2 separate regions of the Mus musculus genome follow, and region 1 is linked to region 2. A link is a contact called in public Hi-C data. All regions are on one chromosome and are shown on one strand. Each heading gives the region's core, a stretch centred on a gene start, on an enhancer-like site or on the middle of the called end of the contact. The rest is flanking DNA. Distances are from core to core; before and after follow the strand shown. Region 1 holds the start of Sphkap (SPHK1 interactor, AKAP domain containing). Region 2 overlaps Sphkap (SPHK1 interactor, AKAP domain containing).

The links. A called contact is a pair of places that touch in the nucleus more often than the background predicts.
Region 1: a Hi-C map of cerebellum shows a contact between it and region 2, with 2.1 times the contacts expected there. The contact joins the promoter of Sphkap here to the enhancer-like site in region 2. A contact is called at or near these places in 3 of 39 promoter capture datasets (cranial neural crest, embryonic stem cells and hippocampal neurons), 1 of 484 Hi-C or Micro-C datasets (cerebellum) and 1 of 9 other capture datasets (liver).

The regions. Positions count from the first base shown.
Region 1 is chr1:83,406,659-83,409,532 of GRCm38.p6, forward strand. Sphkap (SPHK1 interactor, AKAP domain containing) reads right to left here and starts at 1,542. Exons shown (of 12, transcript NM_001356547.1): 1 at 1,322-1,542. The coding sequence starts at 1,349.
Region 2 is chr1:83,310,434-83,313,133 of GRCm38.p6, forward strand. All of the region lies in intron 4 of Sphkap (SPHK1 interactor, AKAP domain containing), which reads right to left. Among named protein-coding and RNA genes, the nearest start is that of Sphkap, 96 kb to the right of the region's middle. Within about 2 kb of position 1,383, at least 2 of the 459 cell types and tissues checked have an H3K27ac peak or open chromatin away from gene starts, as enhancers often do. A contact at or near this core is called in cerebellum, where this site is marked.

The DNA of each region.
Region 1 (2,874 bases), core at 292-2,791, 96 kb after region 2:
GTGATGGATGGGACGCTGGGGAGACTAGTTCTATCACACAACACGAACACTTGCAGATATAGATGGAAGGCTCTGATCCTTTGAAAGGCAATATGTAACCTGCTGTACCCCCAGCCTTATCCCAGCTCTCCCTCTATCTTGGCTACTGTCTGTGAGCCTTAGCCTGTGAGTATTGGGTCTTCCTATGTTCCTATGCAACCCAAGAATTCTAGCTCAACTTGTTTATTTCAGTGCTTGACAGTGTCAGCTGAAAACTACCTTAGTTTTTTGGGGTTGGTTGGGGTGGGGTGAGTTGGGGTGGGGAGATAAGAAGTAAGAGCCTAAAAGATTAGCCCTGAGCCTCGGTGGAGTTGAAAGGTGGGCCTGTGGGATCTCAGCATGGCAGCCCAGGCTGCAGCATTCAACAGTACTAGGAGCTCTAGGTGTGAACTGCGAATGCTCAGTTTCCTGCTGGGCAGAGAGCACAAAGGGCTCAAAGCTACCTGCTCAGTTGGGCACCTGAGAGATAGACTCGGTTCAACCCGGATATTTTTTAGGGAGAAGAACAAAAGTCATAGAGTACTGAATTCTCCAGCTGGGTCCGGAGTAGAGCAGAACAGGAGGAAAGAGAGAGGAAACACAAGACCAAACAACAAAACATTGTAACCACGTCTTTCAGGTGGCTGGACTTACCGGTCTGGGGAAGGGACTCAGACACTAGGTGGAACTAGCGCTTCAGAGATGCTAAAGGACCAAAGAGGTCTCCTCTGCCCAGGATTACAGGTGGGCTCAGGTTAGTGCCAGTGAGAGATCTAAGAGATCTCCCCCTCCCCAAGCCTACAAGACCTTGTAGCTCACTCCAAAGCCCCAAACACTAACCCAGGTTAAGGTCAACAGAACTGGAGGTAAATCAGCTTTGGTCTTGATCCCTCAGGTCTCTGTTCTCCACCTTGGAACGCATTCCAAGTCAAGGCGCAAAACTGCTCCAGGTAATATAACACTAAAAGCCCGATTCCCCAGATACCTCGCCTGGCAGAGGAGACCTCACCACCACTACCCGCCCCCAGCCCCCCCTCCCCCAGCCTTAGAGGCAGGCACCTGGCTCCAGCACACAGGCCCCACCCAGCCGGGCGCCCAGTGGGGTAGCTAACAGAATTGAAGCCCCCACCCCTCACCCCCACCTCTCAAGGGCCGATCCCAAGGATCAGTCGTGCAGGAACTTGACTTCTCCGTGGGAATCTCTAAGGAGAGCAAAGGGTGGAAAGCAACTTTGCCTATGATCTCTAGTGCCCAGCGGAGTTTGAGAGACATCACATTAGGCATATGGAGAAGCGAGTCTTACCTTTGCACAGAAAGCCGGGAGTTGACATCCATGGTTGACCGCAGGCAGAGAAAAGCTGACAGCGCAGGCGAAGGCTAAGAAGCCTGAGCGCCCTGCGCGAGGACAGAGACGTGCAGGCTGGAGCAGCAGTGACTGAGACCCGCAGCGGAGATTGATGCTCGCTCCTCCCTGGCCACCAAGCGCTGCAGAGATGTCCTGGTGGCGCCTCCTGTGGTCTGCTCAGATCTTGAAAACTGCTGGCTGGACTTGACCCTTCAGCCTAATTCCCGCCTCCCTCCCAGGTCTCGGGGGACTGACTGCCTTCTGTGCCTTTCGCTGTTGCTCCCTGCTCACTCCCCTCCCCTTAGTCCAGTCCCGCCCCTTGCTTTCTCTGGTGAACACCAAGTCTCAGCCCTGAAGTTGTTCATCCACTTGGCTGCATTTACAGGCTCACTTCTGGCAGTTCTGGCTTCCCGCTGCCCCTACTGGTGGCACACACATCCCCTTGAAGACCCTCTATTTGTCCTCTACAACAAAACAGGAGGTGCAGGCGTGGTCACTTGTGTCAATGTATCCAGCTCCTTTGCTTTCTTCTAAGCCTCTGTCCTGTTTTAACTCTCTCCTGTCTCCATGTAACTCATTTTCCTTAAATGGGACACCATCATCTCTCACCTGTTTGACCCTATGAGGAGATAAAAGTTTCAAAAACTCGCGACAGTGGCCATCCTTCTGAGGCAGCTTTCAGAACCGAAGGCAAGATTTACTGATGCTCTATTGTCTGCTCAGCATCTCTTTGAGCAGAAACAGACTTTTTTTTTAAAGAAAGAAATCAAGACACTGATGATAGCAACTCTCTGTTAAAAAGAGGGCATGGAACCTTGTGCCCTTTCTTTTTGAATTGAAAAGCAAACTAAAAATGAATACCCTGAGACTTCCAGGAATGGGAAGATGAGATAAATAAAATTTCCCCTTTTGCTTCTTGCAAGTCTAACTAGGACTCTCCATATTATGAATTGTATATAGAAAAATTCTGGCAGAAGCAAGGAGAACAACTAGGGGCCTGACCATGCAAAGAATGTAGTGGGGGTCTCTAGCCAAATGACAGAAACAGCCTAGACAGGCAGAAAATGCACAGATACCTGCTTCATGATGGCTGAATGTTAGAGGAGAAAATCCCACTCTAAACTGTAACACCAAAGGCTATGGGGGAAGTTCATATTCCAGTGTCCTGAGCTGGAAGGATGCAAGTCACTCGTAGGGTCAATTGTGCAAGAAAGACTAAGCATGGATCAGGACTTTCATCCCTTCCAGGAAGAAGCAATTGACATCTCCACAAATTGGCACCAATAGAGGGTTCTCCTAACCAGCCACAATACCACCCAGATAGATGTTATGAGAGCAAAGAAGGTGGGGAGATTTTGAGCTCTGTATAGCCCTTAGAGAACCTTGGTGGCAATTTAGAGGAGGCCTAAAGCTCAGAAGTAATGAGGTCATGTAGCAGCCTTGGTGCACATCTTTGGAGACATAGCCACAGAGCTATCAGTTAGACCAGAAAGGAACTACCTAGCAAGGCT
Region 2 (2,700 bases), core at 133-2,632:
AAGGGTGACCAGCTGAAAACTGAGGACTAATTCTACCCATGGTAACAGACTCTGTATAATACTTTCTCTGGGCCAAATTTTCAGTGCTCTTGAAAAATCTCTTTGGGGGGGGGAGGAGGTGCTGTTTATTGCTATCTGCAAAATTCAGAAGTAGATGTAGTTACAGAAAAATGAAAGCAGTATGTTCCAAAAGAGAATTTCCGGGTAGTAGTCAGAATCCATTCCCAATGACCTGTTCATTTATGTATATATGGTTCATATATATTTATATGTGCTCATATATTTATTCATATATATATATAATTGATATATAACACATAGGTACATATATATATATACATATATATATACATATATAACACATATACATATATAAAACACACACACATGTGCACACACACAAACACACACACAGGCACACACACACACACACACATATAAACACCTTTAAAATAACTATAGCAGAATCACACCTGAGAGATGAGAACCTGGTAGTCTTTTGGTCTGTGAGGGTGGGTGCCTTCACACTCAAAGTAATCCCCACAATGATTGTCTCTTGCTAGTGGGAGGTGGAGGTGACAGCCACTAGTTGGTCAGTCACCCCGAAGCTGGGTACCTTTGCAGTCTCAATCTGGCACCAGAAGCATAGAAGTTTCCTGGAGTTACAGCTCTATGATTCAAAATCAAAGATGACCAAAGCTTAGAAAGAAATGGTGGTTCTGACATCAGAAGAGGATCTATCGGTAGCATCATGCTAAATTTACTCAGGGCAAGAGGTAAGGCCAAGTGAGCACGAGGAGAGAATGTGATCTACATTCTGTGACACTATTTGTATCTGGGTTGCTTCCAAAAGATGCTGCCCACGATCTGAGTGTGCTCTACCAAAAGATGCTGCCTGCAGTCTGGGTGTGTCTTCCCACATCAATCCAAGTACTTAGGACACATCTGCAGCTGAGGCTCCCTACTCAGGATGCTCTATTTTGTGGCAAGTTGACATGAGAACCAGCCGTGATGTGCCACACACACAAATATACTGTATTAACAGTCCAGAAGTTACAAGTTTCTGAAGGAGAACATTCCTACATAATGGTTTTAAGGATATGATTTAATTGATGTCAAAGTGCAAGTGAACTTGGTTGGTATTACTCATCTTCTTTTACTCTCAACTGGAAAGGAAGAGATTGCTGGAAAACAGAATCGCAAGAATTAGAATAGAGAGAACAACTCTGGGGTATTTGATTTCTAGAACTTCCTTGAGTGTTGCTACCCTAAACAGAAGCAGCAGAAGTGTACCCAGCCTGACAGCTGTTGGGCTTGGGAGCAGTCATTCCTACCAGGAAAGCGAAGACATGACCATGTCTCTTCTGATCAGTGGGAGCATGGCCAAGGTTGGCACTGTACACTGTAAATAGTGTAACTAATCTTGCCATCAAGACTTGGGGTGATGAGGTAATCTGGTAATTTTAGTTCACAATCAGCTTTTAGTAACTGAGAACTTAATAGACGATTTTTTTTTCTGATTTCTTATTCTGGATAGTTTAAATTCTTGGTCTCAAAATGATATTTTCAGCATTATTTGTGTTTGTGTTACATGAAATATCTTCTTCATTTAGCACAATGAATGGCAGGAGGCCACATTAGTGGCATATGCTGGCTTTATTCACTGCTGGTGTCTGTCGCATTCATGTGGCCTTCTTTGTTAAGCATTTGAGTTTGAATTTCTTGGCATAGACATTAATTAAAGCACAGAATCACAAGAGGATATAAAGAAGAAAGGACAGGACTCTAAATCATCGGCACATATGAAGGTAGACAGAAACGGATATGGTATAAATCAGTGAGCATCCCCATGTGTTCTTGGTTAGAACAAAAGATCAAGGCCCCTGGCTACCTATCACAGGCCCAGCTCCTGGTACTGCATTTAGCCAATGACCATGAAGGATGAAGCTCATTCTCTTTTAATCCTTTTTGCAAAGAACAGATCTTCTATGAAATGATGGAGTTTTTAAGCAGAGTATAGCGTGGCTCTGGTGTTAACTTGCTATATGAATGCTATAGGGACCAACTGTAGCCTCTGCTCCTTGGGAAGAACAGGAAACCAACACCAGCATGCTGATTCTCTGGCTGGGCTGCACTGGGAGACATAAAAATTCCTTTCTCTATTAAATCCATCTTCCTAGGATAATATGATCTTAGGCCAACATTGACTTAGGGTCAAGTGTGACTCTGGTAGAAAAGACTGAGATGACCCTTGGTAAACTTGACCAAGAACAGCTCCCTGGTATGGCCAAAGAGAAAGCTTGATGGTAATGGTGTGTTTGTGTGTGTGTGTACCTGCACACCTGAACTCCACAAATTTAGCACAGCCAGCTCTACCCTAGGTTCAGCACCAAGTGAGGCTGCATGAGTGTCCAGGACACACTGCCACCCCTCAGAATTCCAGAAGCTTTTCTGAGAAAGATTAATGGTTCACTAAGCTGGAACATGGGGAAAGAGGAGGAAATTCATCACCAAAATAGGAAGTGGGGGCAAAGTGGGACAAAGCTTTAAATGTATTCAGGAGGCTCCTGTGGCTCAGGTTTAAAGTGCATGATTCAGAAAGGCAAAGAAAGATCACCTTGGCATCTGTCAACAAAGGAAAACCATGCAGAATAACAAGAAAGCTGTGGGAACAGGTAACTCTCTCTGTAAGTAGATAAG